Regions from separate parts of the Danio rerio genome. Here region 2 is linked to region 1. Evidence: chromatin contacts called from public Hi-C data. All regions are on one chromosome and are shown on one strand. Each heading gives the region's core, a stretch centred on a gene start, on an enhancer-like site or on the middle of the called end of the contact. The rest is flanking DNA. Distances are from core to core; before and after follow the strand shown.

Region 1 (5,855 bases), core at 1,010-3,509:
TGCGTTTTCGTGTGGACAACAGTGCACCACAAAGAAAAAGTGCAGCTTTGAAAATACCCTTGTTTGTGTGGACAAGGCCTCAGAAGTAGCACTGACATTCTTCTTATAAGAAGGCCCGGGAGCACAATCTCATAAGAATTTAAAGCCACACCCCCCAAAACGGCATGTTTTGAATCGATCCCCAAAAGTGGCAACTTCATAGAACTATAAAACTTTATCTGCAGAGTATTTTGAGCTGAAACTTCATTCACCCACTCCAGGGTCATCAGAGATTTATTTGACATTTTTCTAAAAAGCAGCATAATGGGACCCCTTTAAACTTTAAGTATGTGCAATATGCAGTAAGGATTATCAAACACTACTAAATGTTTCTGGAGGATTACTGAATGATTTTTGTGTGAAAAAGTAAACCCAGAAATCTTTATGTGTTTGGAGATTTTAACTATTTTTAAAAAGGGAAATTGGGTGATGACTTACAAACTGTCCATCTGTCATGGTGAATTGACCACACCAGTTGATAAAATCTGTAAACATTGTCATACATTTCATAAATTAGATTGAAGTGTTATAGGGCGTTGTCACACCTCAGATTAAACATAACTATGTTACAATGGTGTGTGTAAATGTATCATTTATGTGTTCAAGAGATTTTCTAAGCATTAGAATAAAATAAAAGTAATACATCTTTACATGTTTTTTTTCATGTTACAACATTGTGTGTGTGTGTGTGTACACATGTTTTTGTGACATATCAGGACACAAATCTGTATAATGACATGGGTATGACACAGGTATTACAAAAAGGAGGTGCAATATGAGGACATTCGTTTCTCAAAATGCTTATAAATCCTACAGAATGAGTTTAATCAGAGAGTTAAGCTGCACACAGTCTCCTGTGATGGTTGGGTTTAGGGATGGGGTGGGGTGAGGGCAATACAATATACGGTTTGGACAGTATAAAATGAATGGAAACCTATGTAATGCCCCCACTTTTCACAAAAACCAACGTGTGTGTGTGTGTGTGTGTGTGTGTGTGTGTGTGTGTGTGTGTGTATTTTTAATATATAATACATTACACACAAACACACACACATTTTAACATAATTTACAGAATTTAAATATTTATATTTTACCACTGTCCTTCAAAACATTTTCTTTTTGTGACTAAAAAGTTTATAATAATTTACAATATAGTATATTTTTGTGTACTCATTTGTTCCAGATATAACAATAGGTAACGGTAGCCTATATTTTCATTTTAAAATGTTTTGCTGAATGAGGATGAAACATATATACTATATCAGTATGTAATAGACTTCAATATAATTTTAATTAAAATATACATTTTCATATTATAAATAAAGTATCTTTCCCAGTACTGGGTTGCAGCTGTAAGGGCATCCGCTGTGGGAAACATATGCTGGAAAAGTTGGCGGTTCATTCCGCTGTGGTGACCCCTGATGAATACAGACACTAAGCCGAAGGAAAATTAATAAATAAATAAATTACGTAAAATCTTTTTATAAAAAAGTCACCCCCTTAACAGAAGACAAAACTAGTAAAAATATTGTCATCTGGAGTTTGACTTTCCAAAAATGAACAAATATCTCTTTTTTTTAAATGAGAATTAAGACATTTATTTGGAAATTTGTAAAGGCTTCATGTAGACGTTTTTTTTTATCAGTATCAAAAAGTCAAACCCATTAGTAAGCGTTGCAGTTTTGTAAACGTCCACCATGTGGCAAACTAAATCAACAGTTGCAAAACACATTCGCACCCTTAGGTATGAAGTTTGTTCAATTGCAACAGTGAGTGGCTCACGTTTTCCAGTGGAATAATTAAAGACAATTGACCATTTGGAATTATGAAAATGTACGACTTGAAAATACCACGGAAAACAAGCGAACAGTGAACGCCTTGTCTAATGACTACATACACAAACGTTCCATTCAAATTATGCAAATATTTTATGAACAAAATTCCGAAAGCAGCTACGCCCGCCGCAATCTACAGCCTAATTAAATAGTTATCAAAAGCTCTGTCATAACATGTTTCAGAAGTTGGGGTGAATCTTTGTGAGGAAGCAACTTTGAATCCCCATCATGCACTTTAGTATAAACCAAAAACATTTACAGTTACTCAAAAATGACTAAACGTGTCTAACTAGACAGCATTGTGTGACACTGCCATTCGGATGAGCACAGAGAGCGCGAGTGTACTCTGCGGAGTCGGAAATGCTGTCCGTGCAGGAAGTTCAGTAGGTTTTGAGACAGAGCCCCGCGGGAGACACGGCAGCACTCTCCGGTACTCTCAACTTTCCCCAGTTTGATGGAGCTGAACCTACAACCTCCATACGGATTTTAATGTGGATCATCGCTTTCGTACGAACTAGATATAACCCGTTAACGCGTTCGGAGAGACCTATGCGAACTTTACTGAGCGGTTTTGTTTATTTTGATGCAGACTTCGTCGCCGCTCCATGGAAACTCTCCGCGGGGTGACACGTGTATGAGCGCATGCATTTTCACCCTGTCTGGATGACTGTGGGCTTGGTGTGGATGCATAAGGGTGTTTATTGTTATTGTTGGAAAAATATCGCGTCTCATTTTTGGAGTTGACGATGTTAGGCTGCTGTTAGCTTTAGCATAGCAAAGGCCTTGAGTCTGCAGTCTGGTTTGCGGTGCGGGTATCATCTGCTGCTGCTGCCTTGTTGGCTGTGGAAATACACATTCAGCATTAGGACGCTCAAAAGTGCTTTAATTGCTAAAGGAGTGTAACTTTAACAAGGAAAAAGTGTCTGGGCTTCACCGGGGAGCTGCTGCTGAACATGAAGGTACATTTTCAGTTGCACGACATAGCGGAAAATGACCAATTTTTAGAGTTATTTTGGGTAAATTATAGAGCTGATGTATGCGCGTATTTTGATTTGCCGTGTCGTTAAACTCCTGTGGATGATTCGTTTTTGTGTGTACGGGATACGTTTAGTGTGTTTTATAAGTTTAAACTACAGTTAATTTACAATTATGGTTAGTAATGTTGTTGTTATAAACAGTAGGTTCATTTATTGGTAAACAGCACCACTGCTGGAGGAACCACATATTCGTTGATTTACATCAGGACACTTTACTTCTCATTTAATGGTTTTCAGGGTTTCTGCAGATTTGAAAAGTCATAATTTGACATAAAGGTCCTGATTTCTGCAACTTGTGTCTTTATTTTTCATTTAATTGTCAATCTCACTCAGGGATCAGGGTGTTTGAGGGGTCTTCAAAAGTCTTAAAATGTCTTAAATTTCATCAACATTTTATACCTAAAAAGTCTTAAATACACTTAAATATTTAGTTGTAGGTCTTAAATCACGTTAAACAAGTCATAATTTCCCTGTCCAAGTAAAGCTACTCAATCATCAATAATCCATCTCAAAACTATATATATATATATATATATATATATATATATATATATATATATATATATATATATATATATACACACACACACACAACGGCTGTTAGAAATGTTTACATCAAATTCACCTAATTAAATTCCCTAAGCAGGGAAAGAAAACTAAAGCAACACATCCCTTTATATGATCTTCCATTAATGAATAAAATTATAATTTACTGAAGTAACTGGGCCATTACAAAAAATCTTTAGTTTTTAGCCCTGTATAAGTGTAAAATTTAATTCATGATGGTCTTACAAGGGTCTGAAAAAGTCTTAAATTTAACTTAAAGATACCTGCAGAAACCCTGAAGATGCATACACTGCAAAAATAATGTTTTTTTCTTCATTTTTTGTTCTGTTTTCTAGTACATTGTAAACTTGAAATGCAAAATGTGGACATGAAGTTTCCTTTTAAACAAATCTAAAGTAAAATAATGATTTTTGGTTAAAACAAGGTGAAATATTGTCATTGACTTTAACCTTTTTTTAAATACAAGTTACTTTTTTCATGCTGTTTTTGCATTTACATTAATCTAAGAATGTTTTGAGTGTGTGTGTATGTATATGTAATGTACATGTGTATACATTGTGTTGACTTCCCTTAAGTTCTTTTGTTCTTAACAAGGTCTTGGTTTTAAATAAAAACTTCAGAAACTCAGTTTTTAAAATATGTTTAGATGTCTATTTCCGTACTCTTTTGCACAGCACAAAGGTCAACTACTGTTTTTCTTTTAAATTAGATATAGTTGTGCTAATTTTGCTTTTTACGTATTCAAAGCTATTCAAACCCTTTCATGTTGTTTAATTTGTAATGTCATCTGCACATTCAGTTTCGACAGTTTTTAGTATGAGTTTCTTCAAAACAGTCAGGATTTAATTGCTGTTTTTGTGAACTGCAGGGGAAAATTTTATAATAAATGTTCTGCTTTTTAAATTTTTTTATTAGTGAACCTCCTGGTCAGCACAGCAGAATACGGATGCAACAGTCTCATTCAACATCAGAAACCGATGCTTCTGATGCATCTGAAAATGACTATAGGATATTGGACTAATAAAAGCTAAACACAAAAGCCCAATGAGCGACACACGGTCTACAGTCAGTGACAGGTATGTATGATTTATGTTTATGCTATGTGGACAAACTTGCTTTTGTTCTGATCCTACAATGTACTTGGGCAGACACCTATATCTCAGCCTTTGGAAATCTCTGAATGGAGAAATGTGAGCGCATGATTGTACTTGGTCTTGCGTTTTATTTGTTTTTGCAGTCTGTTTTGTGCTTTATTTTGCTCTAATTTTGAGAAGTTTGTTTCTATTTGCCACTCAATGAGAATTTGGATGCAGTTACGTTCATTTCTTTGGATTTTTCTTAGGTGTAGTCCAAATATAGTCATGGACATACAGAATGTACTGCGTTGGGAATTTTTTTAGTTTTTACTTGTAAATTATGCTAGCTTGAATAATTTTCAGTGTTTGCTGATCACAAGTACAAGCATGATGAGCCATGTTCTTGGTACCTGTATTCCTCTGGCAACTCTTTGAAATTGACAGCTCCAGTTGCATTATGGGGAAGTTTTCACTGGGACATTAGTTCCTCTTGGTTGTTTTTGCTTGATGTTTTGTGCATACTTCACATTTGGACATTAAGGCTGCATGATTCTGGCTAAAATGAGAATCACGATTTAATATGCTTAAAACATGATTTTCTCATGACTCTGTAGATAAAAAAATAAAGGTTAATATGAGTAGGTTATTATTATTGTTATTTCTCAAACATATAGTAATACAGCAATAATATTTGGCCTATGTGTAAGTCTACTGTTGGTTAAAATGCTAAATTTTGTATAGACTTGGAATGGTGGATTGTGGTTGGAATGGTGGTTGTTAATTCACAGTAAAGTGATGACATTAGAATACAACTATTCATAATTCTAAAGTTGAACTATTATGTTTGAGACTTATGCTTGCCATTTGACAAACCTATTAGACCAACGTTTTACTGGTAAAACGAGACGATTATCATTATTAGAATCAGAATCATCTTCAGAATCTTTTATATATCGTTTATTTAAGGGCGCGTAAGAAAATCTGCACTTGAGCAGCGTATACTTGAGGGCGTGCAAGAAGTTTTGTGCACGAACAGAGGAAATCGGCACTTAAGCAAAGATTGACATGCTCGTAGGCTATTACATGAATGCGACTTAATACTGCGCCCATGACATTTGTCAATGAAAAACGCCACATGTAGTGGTAGATATGTGTAATGGCCAACAGAGTCTGACGCCACAGTTGGAAAAAAATCCTAGAGGAAACACTGGAATGTTCTAAATGAATAGGGCATAGGGGGGATAAGTGGCAATAGAACAGCCAGGAACTATGTTTCAAACTACATCTCCAGAGCTGTAGTT
Region 2 (5,478 bases), core at 2,185-4,684, 760 kb after region 1:
GCCAAAACTAGACATCTAGAAACTAGAGTCACCAAAGAAACAGAAATAAATGACTACACATATAAAGTCTGTCTAATCTGTCTATTTAATGACTAGTCTAGTTTTGGGCTATTCTTAGACGTTTATTAGATTTTCACTGACAGCCCAAATTTAGCCTTATTTTAGCCAGGCGTCTACGTTTAGATGTCAGGTTGAATCAGGCACTCACTGAGAGAATGTTTTCATTATTCTGAATGCATCAAAGAAAAGGAGAGGGGATTGTTTCAATGGACAATGATTTTACATGACTGATAAGATAAAAAGTACAAAAAGTAGCAAACGATTTCTTTAAACTTTCAGTAATCTGTAAATACGGCATAGCTCTGGGGTCAGGAAGTTCTCAGATAATAGATAACCTTTTCTATTAAGGAATTTTTTTTATTTATTTAAAATAAATTTTTTAATAGTTTGTTTTTTTTTTTAAGGAAAATTAAGGTTATACCAGCCTGATCTCATGAGGAGACGTATGTTTTATCAGTTTAGTGGGTTAGAGTTTAGAGTTCAGTCATATGAAAATTTACTATTTTAAAAAGTAGGCGAGGCACCAAACCCCTAAACCCAATCGTTATTGGGGGATAAGCAAAACGTATTAAATTGTACGAAGGATATCGTAGGAATTCATACGAATTAGCCTCTAAATCAAAAAGTTACAAATGGCAATGAGATTGTGTTAGTTATACAGTGCATTGTTAATAGCACAGCTTCCCTTAAAACAATAATAATAATTAAAAGTTCTGAAAGAGCCTCAAGCCTTAGCAAAGGTTATGAAAAGAAAAACAAAAGTAATACAAAAGTAATGTATTGCATTACTTACCATAAAACTAGAGAATGCAACTAGTTACTTTTTGGGGGAGTAACTCAATATTGTAATACATTACTTTCAAAAGTAACTTTCCCCAACACTGTCATCAGGGGCAGACTTAGCCAATAAGCAAGGTAAGCAGCCACTTAGAGCCCTGGGAAATTAGGGGGCCCCAACAAATGCCAAAAATTGCCTAAATTAATCATATAGGTAGTTTATAAATGTTCTATCATATGTTGTAAAATCTGTATATAACTGTTAAGATTTTAACGTTATTACTTCCTTTCAAAACCAGGGGCCTTATGAATCGTGGAACAATACTTACGTACTGCACATGCAAATATTAAAATCTAATCATATATACGGCTAACTAACCGTACAAAATAAGTTTGTGAACTTGTTTTTTTATTTGTGAATTTTTTGTATTTCATTTTTACATTTAGAAGATAATGGTTTCACTTAAAATATATTGTAACATGCAGTTTATTATATATCTATAAAGAAGAAAATGTTTTGAGTTTCAGTGCTTGGGCACCATACCTGGAATTGCTTAGGGCCCCCAAAAGTAGGAATTAGAAATAAGTCAGAGGTTACAGGTTTGTAGCTTTCTTCAAAATAACTTTTTTTTTTATTTAACAGAATAAAAAAGGCTGAAACAACCAAAGGTGAGTAACTGATTACAGAATTTTCTTTTTTGGTGAACTATGTCTTTATAGTGTTTTATTTGAATATAACGTAATGAAGCAGAGAACAAATGTAACATTAATAACAGTCCAATAAATAATTATATTTGCCTTACCAAGGTGTTCCTTTAAAACAGACACATCTAAGACACTTCTCCTGTACTTCTCTGTAAGTCCATCATCTATATGAGGGTGGGAAACAGAAACATGTAAGTCAAAAACCAACTCCTATTTTGTGTATAAAAATGTTATAGTATAACAAAAGCACCCTTTTCTGGCGTGCTTTTTTTAGTCTTTTCTTTTTTGCTGCCTCCTTTTCCTTTCTTCTTTGGCGGCATGATGTAAAAATCCTACTAGTCCTGCATCTTTCGGACGGAGGGAAAAGTTAATTGTATTGTGTACACAAAACCGCCTGGCAGCACGTAGGCGTGGTCAGTGATCTTAGCCAATCGCCTGTCCCGAATACTGATTACTGTTGTTCTACGTAACCACATTACACCACGTTACAGGCTGGTTGCCTTGGAGTGTGTGTAGTCGTTAAACCGCGCTGTGTGTGTTGTTTTATGGACAATAAAGTCTTCCTGTGCAGTTCTGAATCGCTTGAATTGTTTAAAAACAACCTCATATTACTTCTGGAATGGAAATGTGTCGTTTTAATAAACGGAAATGATACGAGATGAGCAAATGAACATCCCTGTGAACAAAAATAAAACGCTTCATCTCACAATTTATTGACTGTTTGAACAAAAATGCATAATTCATCTCGTTAGACCACAGACGGCGACTACGTAGCTCATGAATATTAACTACGCCATGCTTTCATTGCTTGGTAACCGTCCTACTGCTCCTATTTCGTGATCTAATTAATATTAATAAGCCACGCCTTTTACCATAGTAGGATTCGTACATTCGCATGAGGAGCAGGAAAGTAGGCGGAGACAAGGCGAGACATGAAAGAGGGCGAGGTTTTACAGGCGGAACAGGAAGAGCAGTCACACGAGCATAGGAGGGGGAGAAAGGGAGAAAGGCGGCGTTAACCCTAATATGTCTGTTTAGTACGAGATACAATTTTACCATACAGCATTTATTTTCAAATGGAGAAGGTGATTGTGAGGAAACACGTTTTTTTTTCCGTTCCTTTACAGGTTTTGCTGGGAAGCCCTCGTGTCTTGTCAGGCCGAACTTCCCGTTGCAAAAGTAATGATGGGAAGTTCAATTCATTTACGCGAATCGGCTCTTTAGAACAAGGCCTCATTAAGAACCGATTCTATTCTACAATTTTTTTAAACTTCGTTTTATATATATATATATATATATATATATATATATATATATATATATATATATATATATATATATATATATATAAAACATAATACCAAATTAAAAGTATAATCATAAAGTATCAATTGATAAATTAGATTATAATATGTTATAAAAGAAAAAATCATTAGAATAAATTAATAAATGAGGACATTGGCTAAATAATTGACTAGGTTTTTAAATCAGTAGAAAATAAAGTAAATTAGAAGTAAGAATTAGTAATAGTATCTTATTAGGAGGTAGTTATTTTATAATGTTTCAGACCCATATATATAATCTTTTTCAGAATATGAATTGGGTTTTCATACAAAAAACTATATAAATGCCTTTAAATTTAGAAATTGAAACCCTTTGAAATGGTATGATTAAGTTTGGGGCTACGTGGCATTTAAAATACTTAAAACTCCAGCATTAAAACATACTAAGTGAAGTTTACATCTCAAACAGCTTCAGTCCGGCGGTGTGAACCGATTCGATCAATTGAAAAGATCCGACTCATAAGAACGAATCGGACATCACTCTACAGAAGCGCACAGATAGAGAAAGAGAGCTGCAGGAAAAGGGAACATCACGCACGGGGTGTCGATGTGAAAGCAGTTGTTCTACCACGTCCAGACACCCATCAAAACTTATTTTTACGCGTTATTTTTAAACGGGTTCCGCCGCCCTCCCCGAGCGTTTTTAAACACAGCGTCAAACGGCGGTTTGCTGCACGGGGGATTTAATGGGAGTCTTGCATCGGTAAAGCGCTTCTCCCCCCCTTGACGGACCCTCGCTCGAACCGAACCGGACTCGGGCGCTGTCCTCACCGGGGGGTATCCGATCCCAGTTATATTTTGACTGCGAAAACAACACTCCGGAGTCCGAATATGGCAGGAAATCTGAAGAAAGGTGGGGGGCTTATTGGCATGATGAAGGACGCTTTTCAGCCTCACCATCACCTCCACCACTCCCATCACCAGCCCGGAGCCGTGGACAAAAAGACGGTGGAGAAATGCTGGAAATTCATGGATAAGGTGGGTGTCTATAAAACAAAACACAAGCGATAGATAGCCGACAGAGACGCTCTAGCTAACAGCCTCGGTCTCTAGTTAGCTTAGCCGGATGGCCTGCACGGACAAGTACTAATTCAATATGGCAGGGCAGCTCTGCTAAGGCAATTAGCTGAATGGTTTGCAGGCTAATAAACTATATTCAGCTTGTCAAACACTCTGGGAATATTCAATTTTATAGAACATGTCATTTGTGGTTCCGATCACTCCTGCTTTCTTAATAGGAATTGTGATAATTAAAGGGTTCTCTGCTAGTCGTGCTAGCTAAGTAGCTTGTTGCAGTAGTTATCCTGTAAGTTAAATCTATGGTTGGGAAGAATGGTTTGGACATCCTTCTTCAAATGTGCCTTCTCCATAATACAGTCGGCAACGGCATGAAAATAGCTTAAGTTGGTTAAACAACTAGTATGTGACGATATACTGATCCTGTTGCTGGTCAGTCAGCTGGTTCAATTGCATTTACTCAGTGTAGACGTGGATAATGGACAGTTGGTAGATTGATTTGCTCCAACAATCTCTACTTCCTTCACTAGTTTGACTTTTTGGATAAACGGGAAGTGCCATTACTTTTGTTTGTGTTAATTTGACATTCTTAAACATTCCAGCTTAATTTAAAAAATGTCACTAAATCTGAATATGCAACTGTTATAGAAGCTAGCTAGTTGTTTTGGTGTTTAATCTAATCAATACATGCAAGTTTGGTGTAATGGTTGTGTATGAATAGAGCTGCTAGTATAGGCAAAAACCACAATTCGCCATATCTGAACATATAGTGTGTGTAGTTGGTTTGTAGTCTTTCAAGTCTTTTGTTTAACTGTAAAACTGTTTACCTTCTCTCTGTGAATTTTCTTAAAATAAGAATAACATTTGGTTGTTATTGGTTTAGGAGAATCATTCACTGGACTATAGCAACTCTGGTTTGCTGAACTTCCTGTACATAATTTTGTAAGAGAAATGCTGTTAAGCAAGTGTGTCAAACATAATCCGACAGGCTTTTGAGCAGTGTCTCGACCATTATTGTCTTGCATTGTATTCTATGCTTTCCCCCAAAATTAAAAAAGTACAGAGAGTTTTGATAATAAAAAATAAGAATTTAAATATCATCAGAAGAGATGGAATAATAACAGCATGCATACATTTTATGTAAATATCTAGGTTGGCTACACTGTTATAAATATATCATCATTTGCATTACAAGTGTTCATTTTCCACAACTAAAATTTTTTTACCAACCCAGCTTGTCAAGTAAAACGGTAAAACTGTGAACATCTGTCTAACAGAGTGGCTTTCTTTTGTTGAATTTGCTGCCTCACAATACAAAAGTTAAAGCTGCAGTTCATGGAAAAAAGTTGTGGTTACTGACCTCACACTTCCTGTGATCTTCACAATGATACATGAGAGAAACGGTGCATCTGTCGCAGGGGATTCAGTTTAAACTTATTCTCTGACATGGGGAACCACTTAGAAACCTAAAAATAAAATAGTATTTTGTATGTTTTTAGATTTGGGTTATTAAGGAAGATTTTAAGAATTATTATGGAGAACAGAAGCAGTTAATGCTTTATGATTTAGAGCTTGC

The links. A called contact is a pair of places that touch in the nucleus more often than the background predicts.
Region 2: a contact with region 1 is called in a Hi-C map of hematopoietic stem cells, with 3 times the contacts expected there. The contact joins the promoter of cbl here to the promoter of arhgef12a in region 1. A contact is called at or near these places in 1 of 18 Hi-C or Micro-C datasets (hematopoietic stem cells) and 1 of 4 datasets of contacts at active chromatin or transcription factors (embryo).

Annotation. Positions count from the first base shown.
Region 1 is chr15:24,910,991-24,916,845 of GRCz12tu, forward strand. arhgef12a (Rho guanine nucleotide exchange factor (GEF) 12a) reads left to right here and starts at 2,260. Exons shown (of 38, transcript XM_073923679.1): 1 at 2,260-2,833; 2 at 4,394-4,554. The coding sequence starts at 4,523. It overlaps tlcd5a (TLC domain containing 5a), which reads left to right. Exons shown (of 3, transcript NM_001271624.1): 3 at 1-684.
Region 2 is chr15:25,671,294-25,676,771 of GRCz12tu, forward strand. It overlaps cbl (Cbl proto-oncogene, E3 ubiquitin protein ligase), which reads left to right and starts at 3,435. Exons shown (of 16, transcript NM_001007330.1): 1 at 3,435-3,863. The coding sequence starts at 3,717. It overlaps drc12 (dynein regulatory complex subunit 12 homolog), which reads right to left and starts at 1,893. Exons shown (of 6, transcript NM_001111210.1): 1 at 1,793-1,893; 2 at 1,641-1,706. The coding sequence starts at 1,862.